4 separate regions of the Mus musculus genome follow, and all the other regions are linked to region 1. A link is a contact called in public ChIA-PET and promoter capture Hi-C data. All regions are on one chromosome and are shown on one strand. Each heading gives the region's core, a stretch centred on a gene start, on an enhancer-like site or on the middle of the called end of the contact. The rest is flanking DNA. Distances are from core to core; before and after follow the strand shown.

The links. Promoter capture Hi-C pulls out the DNA fragments that hold promoters and counts their contacts. ChIA-PET counts read pairs in DNA pulled down with a chosen protein or histone mark. Capture Hi-C pulls out chosen DNA fragments and counts their contacts.
Region 2: a promoter capture Hi-C map of adipose tissue shows a contact between it and region 1. The contact joins the promoter of Arfgef2 here to the promoter of Zfas1 in region 1. A contact is called at or near these places in 4 of 39 promoter capture datasets (hematopoietic stem and progenitor cells, liver and second pharyngeal arch cranial neural crest), 2 of 484 Hi-C or Micro-C datasets (CD4 T cells and regulatory T cells), 2 of 115 datasets of contacts at active chromatin or transcription factors (bone marrow-derived macrophages and memory CD8 T cells) and 1 of 9 other capture datasets (adipose tissue).
Region 3: a contact with region 1 is called in an RNA polymerase II ChIA-PET map of memory CD8 T cells, with 183 read pairs. The contact joins the enhancer-like site here to the promoter of Zfas1 in region 1. A contact is called at or near these places in 7 of 39 promoter capture datasets (the C10 cell line, the HPC-7 cell line, embryonic stem cells and 3 more), 1 of 484 Hi-C or Micro-C datasets (bone marrow-derived macrophages), 6 of 115 datasets of contacts at active chromatin or transcription factors (the 230-238 cell line, the SCID.adh cell line, bone marrow-derived dendritic cells and 3 more) and 2 of 9 other capture datasets (adipose tissue and pancreatic islet).
Region 4: a promoter capture Hi-C map of the HPC-7 cell line shows a contact between it and region 1, with 4 times the contacts expected there. The contact joins the enhancer-like site here to the promoter of Zfas1 in region 1. A contact is called at or near these places in 13 of 39 promoter capture datasets (the 3T3-L1 cell line, the C10 cell line, the HPC-7 cell line and 6 more), 11 of 484 Hi-C or Micro-C datasets (B cells, the Ba/F3 cell line, the G1E-ER4 cell line and 5 more), 16 of 115 datasets of contacts at active chromatin or transcription factors (the 230-238 cell line, astrocytes, bone marrow-derived dendritic cells and 10 more) and 4 of 9 other capture datasets (adipose tissue, embryonic stem cells, liver and 1 more).

The regions. Positions count from the first base shown.
Region 1 is chr2:167,061,556-167,064,798 of GRCm38.p6, forward strand. It overlaps Zfas1 (zinc finger, NFX1-type containing 1, antisense RNA 1), which reads left to right and starts at 1,379. Exons shown (of 5, transcript NR_138563.1): 1 at 1,379-1,742; 2 at 2,081-2,172. It overlaps Znfx1 (zinc finger, NFX1-type containing 1), which reads right to left and starts at 1,460. Exons shown (of 14, transcript NM_001033196.2): 1 at 955-1,460. It overlaps LOC115486178 (a small nucleolar RNA gene), which reads left to right and starts at 1,918; the gene lies at 1,918-2,010.
Region 2 is chr2:166,803,988-166,807,497 of GRCm38.p6, forward strand. It overlaps Arfgef2 (ADP-ribosylation factor guanine nucleotide-exchange factor 2 (brefeldin A-inhibited)), which reads left to right and starts at 1,594. Exons shown (of 39, transcript NM_001085495.2): 1 at 1,594-1,848. The coding sequence starts at 1,728.
Region 3 is chr2:167,366,192-167,369,221 of GRCm38.p6, forward strand. No RefSeq gene overlaps it. Among named protein-coding and RNA genes, the nearest start is that of B4galt5, 19 kb to the left of the region's middle. Within about 2 kb of position 1,335, at least 123 of the 459 cell types and tissues checked have an H3K27ac peak or open chromatin away from gene starts, as enhancers often do. A contact at or near this core is called in the 230-238 cell line, the HPC-7 cell line, the SCID.adh cell line and 6 more, where this site is marked.
Region 4 is chr2:167,466,125-167,469,543 of GRCm38.p6, forward strand. Slc9a8 (solute carrier family 9 (sodium/hydrogen exchanger), member 8) reads left to right here. Exons shown (of 17, transcript NM_148929.3): 12 at 1,561-1,643; 13 at 2,840-2,951. Among named protein-coding and RNA genes, the nearest start is that of Spata2, 25 kb to the right of the region's middle. Within about 2 kb of position 1,282, at least 16 of the 459 cell types and tissues checked have an H3K27ac peak or open chromatin away from gene starts, as enhancers often do. A contact at or near this core is called in the HPC-7 cell line and bone marrow-derived macrophages, where this site is marked.

The DNA.
Region 1 (3,243 bases), core at 129-2,628:
CAGGAGAGATCTGGGGGGGACTCAGAGGTAGGGCAGGGCCTAGGGATGGGGAGCCCAGGGTGGTTGTGGAACAAGTGGGTATAGCAATAGGTGAGAAATGGAGAGAGTGGGGCTCCAGGGACCGGGAGCAGAGGCAGGACAACTACGCACAGGGGATGACTGGGTGCTGAGATGAAGGGGCACTAGAGGTGGGGTGTGATCAGGGTGGTGACAGATGAACTGAAGAGAGTCGAAGCAGGTAATGGCAGTGCCCGCGGCTCAGGATACGCTGGGTACTGAGGGAGGAGACACCGACTCTGGAGGTGATGGGGGCTGCTAAGGAGAGGAGACAGGGACTCTGGGGAGTGATGGTGAGGCTAATGGAAGGGAACAGGGATTTAGGGGTGATGGGGCTGCTGAGGAGAGGAAACAGGGACTGGGAAATGGGGCTGCTGATAACCAGGTAGACTTAACTCAGGGAACGATGGAGGGTGACGGTGGAGGTGGGAGGACAGGACTCTGGGGGTGGTAAGGAGTGGAAAAAGATCCTAGGGGTGATGGGAGATTCCAAATACTCCGGAGATGATAGGGGAACTGAGGGACTCTGGGGGCTATAGGGAAACTAAGAGAAAGGGGCAGGGACTCTGGGGGCTATAGGGAAACTGAAGAAGCAGACAGGGACTTCGGGGACTATAGGGGGGGCTGAGAGAAAGAGAACAGGGACTCCGGAGGCTACAGGATAATTGAGGGAAGAGGACAGGGACTCCGGAGGCTACAGGATAATTGAGGGAAGGGGACAGGGACTCCGGGGGTATAGGGAAACTGAGGGAAAGGGACAGGGACTCTGGAGGCTATAGGAAAACTAAGGGAAGGGGACATGGACTCTGGGGACTATAGGAGAACTGAGGGAAGGGGACAGGGACTCCGGGGGTGGTGGGGGCGCTGAGTGGGGCAGATAGGGACTCCAAGGCTAACCTGACACCCGGCCGGAGGCAGAGCGGGACGCCGGCGGTCGCAGCGCCGCAGAAGCAGGTGCGTGATAGGGCGGAGGCCACTCACCGGCTCGGGCGCGTCCTCCGCAGGGCTAGAGCTCAGCCCCGGCCCTGGCAGGTCGCGGCCCCGCCCGGCACCGCGAACTTTCGGTTTCCAGTCCCTGCAGCCCCTGGGCGGGGCGAGTAGCCTAGTGGGCGGCCCGGAGGAAGAGGAGGCCGCGCAGGACGAGGAGGCGGTGCCGCGGGCTCCAGCGAGAGGCCGGGCTCGCCTGCGCCCCCGCCCTCGGGGCGGGCGGAAGGGCGGCGTCGCCTCAGCGCCCGCGGTAGCGGCGGCGGCTGGACTGGCGGCTCCCCGCGGGCGCGGCGGAGGGGAGGGCGCGGCGGGGGGCGGGTTGACTGCGCCCCGGGCGGCCGCAGGTCTCGGCTGGCCCCGGAGCCAGGGGGACGCGGCGGGCGGCTCGTGCGTGCCAAGCGCGACATGGCGCGGAAGCCGAGAAGCCCCGGAGGCCCAGTGAGCACGGGGAGGGGCTAGACACTGGCTGGACAACCATTAGCTAGCTGGGGCCGGGCGGCTCGGGGACTACATTTCCCAGGACGCCAAGCGGTCGCGCCCGGAAGCGACGCGCCATGGGCACAGTGCGCAGGCGCACGCGCCGCCAAGGTCTATATAAGGAAGGTTCGCCGCCGCTCTCGTCCTTTCGTTCCGGCGGCTCCTAGAGCGTTTGCTTTGTTCCCGATATGTCTCGTCCCTCCGGGGTTAACTTGCAGATGGTGAGTTGAGTCCACACAGCACAAGTTTTTTTTTTGTTAACCTCTTATCAAGTTTAGTCGCTGTAACCGCTCCTAGTCTCCAAGTGTTGCTTATGGAGCGCGATCCCCAGGTTGACCTTCGAAGACGTGATTCAAGTGGAAAAGACGCCTTCTGCTTTGGCCTGGGAAGCTTTTTGCTGGTGTAAATGATGAACTCACTTTTTTCCCCGTCATATCGACAGTGCTGATGTTTTAAAACATTTGCCAGTTTGTCCTGATAAACACCAGCCTTCGAGGACCCTGGTCTTCTTTGTTCCTGGTCGAGGATATAGGTGGTGATGGACGCTTTTGTTTTGTAGGTTGACCTGACCAAGCAGGACAGCATGGAGGTTGGAGGGAGAGAAGGGCATCGAGGGAGATGAGAACTCACCTACCATCTGAAAGTCTTAAGGTATGCATTCGTCTAGTGGCCTAAAGTGGCAATCACGTGCTTTGAAGAGCCTTTAAGTGGGCAGTGATAGGGAATTTGATGCAAGAGTTACTGCTGAGGTTCGTTGTTTTAAAAGCCCCGAGGATTGAGCCTTATTATCAAAGTATACTAAAGTCTTTTAATTGTGTATCTGTACATACTGACACAGGAGATGCAGAGCCCTGTTGTTATTTAAAGTGTCCTGGTAGAACTGCCTGAGAAAAGGACTGATTAAGAAAATGGTCCCATTGAGATTAGTCTGTAACACATTTTCTTGGCTGTTGATATGGGAGCATTCAGCAGTTTGTGGGTGCAGTGTCTGAGCCGGGTTGAGATTTCTTTTGTATATGCGTGGTATTTAGAAAGGCAATGAAACATGTCTGCTAAAGTATTTGCAGGCTAGTGCTTTTCAAGATGTGACAATGGCTATCCTCCATTACTGTATTCTGATATCCACCCTGACCCACTCAGATAAAAATGTGAATATGCCCTAAATCAAGTAGGCCCGAGAAATGGCTTAGCAGTTAAGAGCACTGATGGCTCTTTCGAGGGGTCCTGAGTTAAATTTCTAGCAACCACATGGTGGCTCACAACCATCTATAATGGGGTCTGGTGCCCTCTTATGGTGTCTCTGAAGAGAACAATGGTGGTGTACTCGTGCATAAAATATATGAATAAATCTTACTCTTAAAAAAAGTAGGCCCGGGCTGGAGAGATGGCTCAGTGGGTAAGAGCACCCGACTGCTCTTCCGAAGGTCCAGAGTTCAAATCCCAGCAACCACATGGTGGCTCACAACCATCCTTAACGAGATCTGACTCCCTCTTCTGGAGTGTCTGAGGACAGCTACAGTGTACTTACATATAATAATAAATAAATAAATCTTTAAAAAAAAAAAAAAAAAGTAGGCCCAGGCAAGTTGACTTAAATTGAGGCAAGCCTAGAGACTGAAGGGTGCTATGTCTGAACAATTGTCATATCATTTGCAAGTGGACAGTGCCAGTCAGAGTTGTATATGTGAGACAGTTGCATTTAGGGTTTGGTGCTGGAGTCAT
Region 2 (3,510 bases), core at 344-2,843, 260 kb before region 1:
GGTAGCATTGGCACAGACTGGCACTTAGAAAGCAGATGTTCAGGTGTGGTGGCTTCCTCCTACAATCCCAGCTCAGGAGGGTGATAAGTTATTTCCCTGCCGGTGAATTGAGCCAATTCAAGAGAGGTAAGATTATATTAAATGTAGGTTTCCTGGGAAGCTGCGAAGCTGCTCTCAGTTGAGTTCACTGGTCCTGAGGAAGGAGGCAAGGCAAGTCGCCATGGGAAGAGAGGAAGAGTGCTTGCAGAGAGAGAGAGAAAGAGAGAGAGAGAGAGAGAGAGAGAGAGAGAGAGAAGCCAAAATGTCTGGAAGAGCCTCTGCCTCTGAGTGAAAAGGAAGGAGAAGGGCAGCCCAACCCTTGTGCTGGAAAGTTCAGGGTTGGGAGCAGGGGATGCCAGGTAGGGACTGAGGGATGCTGGGAGAACCTGGAGGCCAGGTCAGCTTTGGTATGTAAAATATGCAACTCAGTCCCTCATCCCAGAGAGGACATTGAGTTCAAGGTCAAGGACAGCCGGCGATACACATCAGGATTGTATCAAAACAACAACAACAAACAAAACAAACAAGTAAAACTCTAGCGACAGAAGGATTACTTCTTACAAACTGGCCCGCCAGGAGCTCTCTCTCCTGTGGCAGCAGGACTGTGTCCAGGGCTGGTGTGGTTTGCTGTCAGAGATACAAATCTGGAAGAGATAGACACCGTGAATATACCTTCCAGCCTACCCTTCTTTCCCCTCCCCTCCTCTCTCTTCTCTCTTCCCTTCTGGCTTCATCCTCAGTCCTGGTTCTTAACTTCCCTGAGCCTCCTTTCCATCCCTGATTTCTCTGCCCTTCCTGGATCCGGCATCTGACCTTCCCTACTCTCTGTCACCTCTCTCATTCCATTCACTTCCTTTTGCCCATCTCTCTTCTCTCGACTATTATTACTCTCACTAATTCTTTTTTTTAAAGATTTATTTATTTATTTATTTATTTATTTATTTATTATGTGTACACTGTAGCTGTCTTCAGACACTCCAGAAGAAGGCATCAGATTTCATTACGGGTGGTTGTGAGCCACCATGTGGTTGCTGGGATTTGAACTCAGGACCTTTGGAAGAGCAGTCGGTGCTCTTAAACACTGAGCTATCTCACCAGCCCTCACTAATTCTTTTTACGATTTTTTTCTTTCCCCTTTACTCCCTCTTTCGCTTTTCTCAGCATATCTAGCGCATGCTCTTAGTCTCTTCCTACCTCCGATCACTTGCATCTTTCCTTCAGGGCTGCCCATGTCTATAGGCTTTGACCTGCATTTTCTTCCCCTTCATAGTCATTGACCATCACTCCCCTACCTGGCCCGGTTATACTACTTAGACACGCCCGGACCAGCACCACTCGCGTAGGCCCCGCCCCAACCGAACAGACCACGCCCCACCACAGGTCTACTGCCCCGCCCACCCGCCCCACCCACAGAACTCCACCCCACTCTGGCTCCGCCTCCCGGCCGGCCCCCCACCCTTGGGGTCACAGGGTCGACCGACGCTCAGCAGACGCAGCGACACCGCCAGTCACGTGGTCACGTGACGCGCTGCAACTTGGCGGCGCCGTGGGGCCGGGGCGTCTCTTCCTGACAGGGCGGCGCGCACGGACGCGGCCGGTGCCGGCCGGGTCGCCGGGCCCTCAGCCTCGCTCTCCTGCTCGCTCGCACCGCCGGCTCGCGGGGTCGCCGGCCCCCGCAGGCCGGGGCCATGCAGGAAAGCCAGACCAAGAGCATGTTCGTGTCCCGGGCCCTGGAGAAGATCCTAGCTGACAAGGAGGTGAAGCGGCCCCAGCACTCCCAGCTGCGTAGGGCCTGCCAGGTGGCGCTCGGTGAGTGAGCCACCCCGGCCTGGCCCGCGCCGGCTTCCCCACGCCGGCCGTTACCCTCCGGGCCTGCTGCCCTCCACTCCTCCCAGCCCGAATCCCACCCTCCCGTCCTCTTCCGCTCGCTGTCCCCGTGGGAGCTGGTGTTGGGGCGGCCGAGACTGGCCCAAGGTCACCTAGCAAGTTGGTGACAGCCACGGCTGGTTTTCCAGCTTCCCTGCCTGGGGCCCTTGCCACGACTCCTTGTCCCGTTTCCTGGTTCCTCCCCTCACCATCTCCAAGTCCTCTGAAGCAGTAGCTCTCGATCTTAAGTTTTTCCTTCAGCGCCACTATGCTGGTTGGGGGCTCTCCCACGGGAGCGATCAGAGCAGGTCAGAGAGCTGCCCGGTTGGTGCCGAGGAACCCCGGAGGCTTGTTTGGGAAATGTCTCACTGGAGAACATTGGGGTTCCCAGGGCGCTTCGCCTGGAAGGGATGTAAGATGATCTATATTTCAGGCATTGGACAGCGTGTACGACTTCTACTCATTTTAGGGCGGGTCCCTAAAATAAAGGTTCTGTAGAGCAAAGATACTTGTCTGATTGCTTCAATGCGGTGTCCTGTGCATTTATGACAGTGCTTCGCACACAGTAGTTGCTCAGTAAATATTTGCTGGTTGAATGGATCCATGGATTGTGGAAAGACAGAAGTCTCTAGCTCCTAACTAGGTAAAAGCTCGGTAGTTGACACCAACATCAGTCTCCTATCTTTAGTTACTTCTCGAGAGCCTGTGTAGCAGGTACTGAGGAGATGTCTATGAAGGAGAAATGGAATCCTTTGTCCCTGTGGATCTTCTTAGGTTCTGATAGAGCAGACAAAACAGTACTAATAAGTACTGCTGTCAGAAAAAAGACTTAAGTGATACAGAGGACCTGAGGTCTGCTTTAGGTTGGATGGTCAGGAAAGTAGTCTTGTCTGAAAGTGTGACATTTGAGCCCAGGTCTGAAAGGTAAGAAATGTCGACTGTGTGGAGGTTCAAGAGGAAAAAAGTTGTGGACGGAGAGCGTCAGGACATTTGACCAGAGCTGTCTCCCTGTGAATTCATCGCCCTGTGCAATCCATGGGATTTGGTTAAAAGGCCTGTTGTCCTAAAAGGTTGAGTAAACAGAAGGGCTGAGTTTCTGTTAGTCACTCTTCTCCATGGGTGCAGGAGAACGTCCACTTGAGACCTTGGAATGGATTTGTGAGCTTTGCACTTCCCGGTGAATAAGATTCAGGCCTCAAATATGTGGGAAGCATTTGAGAGTCCCTAAGGGTCAGAAACTGTTGTTGATCTTGGGGGTTGCTTGAGGCCTGTGTAATCCTGAGCAGCTAATCTTGTGAAATTCAGGGTCTGTGGAAGGGATTTACTGAGACCTAAATGTTAAAGCTTTTCTGTTTTGAAAACCAGGGCCAAGAGTTGGGTTTTGTTCTATCAGGAATGTAGGGTAAGCATTGGAAAAGCAGCTGTGAGGGAGGCATGAGCCTCAGGCTGAACCCTCCTAGACTCCATTCTTGCCATAGGGCTTCACGTTTTAACTTCTTAATTTATTTTTATTTTATTTTATTTTTTGGTTTTTGTTTTTCGAAACAGGGTTTCTCTGTGTAATCCTGGCTGTCCTGGAACTCACTCTGTAGACCAGGCTGGCCT
Region 3 (3,030 bases), core at 85-2,584, 300 kb after region 1:
TAATACTTACCGTGCCAGGCACAGCAGCAAGCTCACCATGCATACTCCCTCAGTCTACTCAGTGACCCTTGCAGTCATGTGCACAACACATTTCTGTGAGGAGGGTTTAATGCAGATGTGCTTTTTTAATTAATTTATTGATTTTGAGGCAGGGTCTCTCTCTCTGGTCTCACTGGGATTTGAGGCTCCCTGATTAGGCTGGTGAGCCCCAAGGATCGTCCTCTCTGTGCCTCTGCAGCGCTAGAATCAGGGGGTGTAATTAGTTCCGTCAGGCTTGTTTAAATCCCTTCCCAGGGGGGGAGAGTCAACACTGGCTTCTTCTCCTAAGGTCCTAGCAGCAAAGCGAGGCACAATGCCACCAAGTTCACCCTGGGACCAATGTGATTATTGGGGTTCCTTAAAGAGCTTAAGTGAGGGCTAGAGAGATGGCTCAGTTGTTGAGAGCACTGACTGCTCTTCCAGAGGTCCTGAGTTCAATTCCTAGCAATCACATGGTGGCTCATAACCATCTGTAATGGGATCTGAAGCCCTCTTCCGGTGTGTCTGAAGACAGCTACAGTGTATTCATATAAGTAAAATAAATAAATCCTTAAAAGAAAAAAAAAAAACACAATAGGCCACACCTAAACCCAGTGGGCCTAAGCTTTCATCTTCTGTGGCTATATACTCCAGCCCTTCAGAGAGGCCATGTGCAATTAGTCCAGAGCTGTCAGCAGGTAGCAGGGAGTGGCTGGGAACTTTAAGTGTGGCTGTCATGACCCTTCCTAAACTTCCATGAGAGGACACAAACTGCCAACCAGCCCAGATGGGACATCCTTTGCAAGCAGGCACAGCTGGGCTGTCTAAGATGTCTAAGATGGCCGTTGCTTGTCTGGGAAGACAGTCCCTGGGCCTCAGCCTCCTACCCTGATTGCTAAGACTTCAGTGTGCTGGCCCCCCCCCCCACTCCCACCCCCATCCCCACCCCCTCACCCCCGTGACTCCTCTTCAGCTTTATTCAGAATAAAATCCAAATCCTGGGCTTGGGGGTGTGGCTCAGCTGGTGGGGTACTTGCCTAGTGTGTCCCTGGCTCAAAAAAAAAAAAAAAAAAAAAGAAAGAAAGAAAGAAAGAAAGAAAGAAAAGAAAAGAAATAAAACTGAAAGAAAGTAAGAGAGAGAGAAAGACAAATAGAAGAAAGCAGGCTGGACAGGCCATGGCAATCAAGCCGGTGTTTATTACAGCAAAATCGGATGTCAGGAAATTGCATTCGCACGTTTCCCTCCAAACTCTCCCATAGTGCCCCATTGCCCTCAAGAGAGAACTCAGGCATCCTGCCTGGGTCTGCAGGAACCAACCAGGGCTTGCCATTCAATCCTCTGAGGTTTCGCTGCTGGGCATTATCAGCATAACCACACGCTGGTTTCCTTTAGGTCACTAAAGGAGTAGTGCTTACACACACACACACACACACACACACACACACACACACACACACACACACACACGCACATTCTCTCTCTCTCTCTCTCTCTCTCTCTCTCTCTCTCTCTCTCTCTCTCTCTCTCTCTCTCTCTGTGAAATATTTCCTCTAGAAACCTCCCTTCCTCGTCCACCTCTCACACCCACGCACTCACCCTACAGGTGCGCCCTGGCAGAAGTTTCTCTCCAAGAGGGGGTGGGGCCGAGGGATATGGTGGACTGACGACACAGGACTCCAAAGAAGACAGCAGTGTGAAGGCAGAGGGAAGAACCAGGTCCGACCACTTGAACTTCTCCACGTGGTGGGGGTAGCGGGGGTGGGGTGGGGGACGCACGTGGACCAGCCCGTCCGCTGTCTGATTGAAATCCTCTCCCATTTCCTGGGAGGCCGGTAGAGGCAGAAGAGGCCCACACAGCCTCTGTCAACCCCCCTCGCGATCGGCAGAGCCTTGATTTCTTCTGCTCCACGCGCCATCTTTACTTTTACAGCAGATGCTCAGACACAGCAGTTAAGACCCAGGGTTTCCTGGACCCTGTTGGCAACTTCGAGATTTCACCTGGAGAGGTTCTAACTGTTCTGACCTCTGATGAGGACTACAAAGCGGACATCTGAGCAAAGGGGCTCCAGGCTATAGTGAGTGCTCACTAAACACCAGAGGTTAGCCCAAAATGTCTGAGTGTAACTTGGTGTGCTTTAGCCTAGGCCACATACTGAGCATGGAATCTCTGCTGGCTGGTCATAGAAGTGCCTCGATCCTAGTCCTTGCAGAATCCTTCCTTTAACAGATTGGAAGAAGCTCTGTGGGTTTCCGGGGCACATGAAGAGATTCACAGGAACATTCAAGCCCCGGGGAGGGGAGGGCCGTTGAGTCTCTGAGCCAATGAGAGGTAGAGAAGTGGGGAGGCCCCAAGGTGATGCTACTCCTGGGCACAGCAAGTCAGCGTGAGATGCGGGCAGGAACTGGGACTTCCTCTCTCTGGCCGGCGTGTGTGTGTGTGTGTGTGTGTGTGTGTGTGTGTGTGTGTGTGTGTGTGTGTGTGTTTGACTTCCCTTTATCAAGAAATTAGCGGCTTGCTTGCCTAGCCTGTAGAAAGTTCCGGACTTGGTCCTAGCACCCCATAATGCGCTTGGTGGTGCATGTCTGTGATCCCAGCACCCAGGAAGTGTTAGGCAGGAGGATCATAAATCAAGGGCTACCTGGAGAACTTAGCTTCTGAAAATTAAAAAAATAAAATAAAGTTTAAGGGTCAAGATATAGTTGGCTTGCTCGATCATGTGTGGCAGCCCACGGTTGTAACCGAGTCACTTGGGAGGTAGAGGCAGGATGATCAGTTCTTTTTACTTTTGAGATGGAACCTTGCTCTCTAGTCCTGGCTGGGTCCTGGCTGACCTGGTACCGTGTAGCCCTTGCTGCAATCTTCCCGTGAGCCAGGATTATGGGCATGTCCAGCTCGCTTTAGTTTTCTTTCTTTCTTCCTTTCTTCCTCTCTTTCTTTCTTTCCTTCTCTCTTTCTTTCTTTCTTTTAGATTTATTCATTGTTTTATGTAAGTATACTGTAGTTGTCTTCA
Region 4 (3,419 bases), core at 32-2,531, 400 kb after region 1:
GAAGACAGCCTTCTAGTGTCATAGTCATTTGATCCACACAGTTCTCACCAGAAAGCCTCAGCTAAAGGTTTTGACCTGACCTGACCCCCTCAGGGCAGGCAACAGAGAACAGCACACTCCTCAGCTTCTGTCTGCACCCAGACCAGCTTTACATGCAGGGCACATGCATGCAGCTCCTGAGACTCCGTCACACCTGCTGTCAAACTCACCAGGCATGGGCTTTGTCCTGACAGCTCCTCCAAGAGAAGTTCAGCCAGTGCACTAGGCCGTTCTGATGTAGCTTGCATTGCCAGAAGCAGCTTTTATGACCACCCTAAAAGGCTGGGTTAAGTTAACCACACATTCTTTTTTTGTTTTTTCAAGACAGGGTTTCTCTGTGTAGCCTTGGCTGTCCTGGAACTCACTTTGTAGACCAGGCTGGCCTCAAACTCAGAAATCCCCCTGCCTCTGCCTCTCAAGGCTGGGATTAAAGGTGTGCACCACCACGCCCATCTTAACCACACATTCTTGCTCCTGGGAAAGGTGAAGTCGGCCTAGGTGCTCTGGCTTGGAGGATCAGACAGTATCAGATAAGAAGGCATCTCGGAGGGGAAGGCCAAGCACCTGCTGCTTGTGGCCCCACTGAAGAACCCACCCTGCTGAGCCGTGCTAACAACTCACCAGCTCGTGCACATCTTAAAATGCAGTCCCTATCTCCTTAGCGCTTGGGCTCTTTGGGGGCCCATAGTTTAATCAGGAGCCTGGAAAGTTGTTTTCTTTCTTTCTTTCTTTCTTTCTTTCTTTCTTTCTTTCTTTCTTTCTTTCTTTCTTTCTTTCTTTCTTTTGTTTTTTGGTTTCCTTTGTTTGTTTTTGTCTTATTTGTTTATTTATTGAGACAAGGTTTCTCTGTGTGGTCCTGGGTATCCTGGACTTGGTTTATAGACCAGGGTGGCCTCGAACTCACAAACATGCAGATGCTTCCTTCTAAGTTTTGGGATTAAAGACGTGTGCCAACCATGCGTGGCAGGAACCTAGACTTGGGAGGTGCTGTTTTCAGCACACACAAGTGATTGCTTGCACACCAAGTGCAGCCAAGCCTGAAAATGGGTCCTCCCTGCAAGCTCTGTGAGTTAGCTTCCTCTCGGACCTACTGGGGGGGGGGGAGTTAACTACAGTGCCCACTTTCTCATCTGTCATGTGGCCCCACAGTCACATGCTCACAATGTCTGACCCTGACTGATGAGTGCTCAGGGAATGCGTGGTGGGGACTTGGTTATTTGCTCAGTATCTGACAGTTAACTCATCACGTTGTGAAATTCTCAGTAGCAAGGGCCATTGCCTGTGTGGTAGTAAGGAAGCAAGCCAGCTGTGGTGGCTCACACCAGCAGTCTCAGCACTCACATTGCATTCAAGGCTTGCCTGGTCAAATAGCAAGACCCCATCTCAACTATCCACTTCCCCACCTCGCCCCAAAAGACTGCATACAAAGTCTGACACGGTGTGGCTGTTGGTGTGGTTTCAGGGAAGCTTGCTTAGTTACTACTGAATTGTAAGAGGAACCTGTTCTCTGGTTTCTTTCAGAAACGTGTGTGTTTGCATTTCTTGGCCTCTCCATTTTTAGTTTCCCTCACAAGTTTGAAATTTCCTTTGTCATCTGGTGCATAGTAAGTACTTTTCTTATTTTTCATATTGAATGGCTTATTTTTAAAATAGTAACTACATGGTTTGGAATCATTTATGTAACTGTTAACAGTTCAGAGGCAACAACTACAGAAATGTGCTTCTATAGAAAAGTTTTTGTGTTTATAAGATCTCAGTGTTTACAGTTTCAGTGACCTTGGGTGCTGTGGTTTCCTTTAAATCGTAGTTTTAGGCAGGGCATGGCAGTGGTGCCTATAACCCCAGTACTTGGGAGATGGAGGCAGGAGGATCAAAGAGTTTAAGGATAGCTGAGTGGTGGTGGCACCTGTCTTTAACCCCAGCCCTCAGGAAGCAGAGGCAGGCAGGCCTCTGTGAGTCCAAGGCCATCCTGGTCTATGGTGCAAGTTTCAGACCAACCAGGGTGACACAGTGAAACCCTGTCTCAAAGACAGTAAAAGGTTTTAACTATATGTCGTGTTCAACAACAGCCTAGGCTCCATGTCTCAAAAAAAAAAAAAAAAAAAAAAAAGGAGAAATGTGACCAACTGCAAGAGATCCCAAGTCTCTTGGGCCCTTTTGTGTCCTGTCTCCATCCCCATTGTGACTTCCTTTAGAGCAGCAGCCTGCCTATGTCACAGTCTGTCCTATGAGCACAGGTTGGGGACACCTTGGAAAGGCCTTCCATAGAAAGTTGTACTGGTTTTTGAGTTGCAGGATCCAATCCAGGGCCTTGTGCACATGCAGATGCTCCTCCCACTCCCTCCCGAATTGTGTGGAACGTGGAGCCGTAGTTGATTACCTGAGTCACCTTTGTGCTCCCAGCCGGAGCTCACTCAGCCCACCCTACTTGCTCTGAGGAGCCAGACCACACCAGAGACTGAGGTGCCTGACTGCCCTCACCTGACTCTACAGTGCCCCTAGGGGGAAAAATTAGCATACGCCTTCGCCAGTATGGAGTCTTGGCTGTCCCTTAGCTCATCTCTAGGCACAGCTGGGAGCTAGTCTGTGCTCACCTTTATTTTGGGGCTGTGTGACTAAAGCTTGCTAGTGAGTGATGCTTGCTAGTCTCTTCTCTCCAAAGCTTCATCCAGGCAGAGCCAGGGCAGCATTGTGCTGTTGTCTTTTATGGCCAAGGACAAGGCTGTCTTAGGTGTGCTACACTGTGTTAGCTTGAAGACGCAGTGGATTCCACCTATACTGGGCACGTTGACATTGGCAGGTGCTGGTCCTGTTTGGCAGAGCCGTCAACATCTTCCCTCTGTCCTACCTGCTGAACTTCTTCCGAGATCACAAAATCACCCCCAAGATGATGTTCATCATGTGGTTCAGTGGTGAGTGGCAGCCAGGGTGGGTGGGTCTGAGCCTGGGGCTTGAAGGCAGAGGCCCCTGGAAGCCAGGCTCTTTTTTTTTTTTTTTTGGTTTTTCGAGACAGGGTTTCTCTGTATAGCCCTGGATGTCCTGGACCTCACTTTGTAGACCAGGCTGGCCTCGAACTCAGAAATCCGCCTGCCTCTGCCTCCCAAGTGCTGGGATTAAAGGCGTGCGCCACCACTGCCCTTTGCCCCTTAGGGTCTTTATTTCAGTTTCAGTAGCCAGCTATGGTGGCACATGCCTTGGATCCCACCAGTCAGAGTGCTGTGAGTTCAGTGCCAACTTGTTCTTCATAGAGAGCTCCAGGCCAGCCAGAGCCAGCGAGAGCCTGTCTCAAAAAATAAAAGTAAAATAAGTGAGTATAACTGAAGTATTTCCATGTGAGCTGGACTACAGCATCACCCTTTATAATGTCCACTCCAATTTGC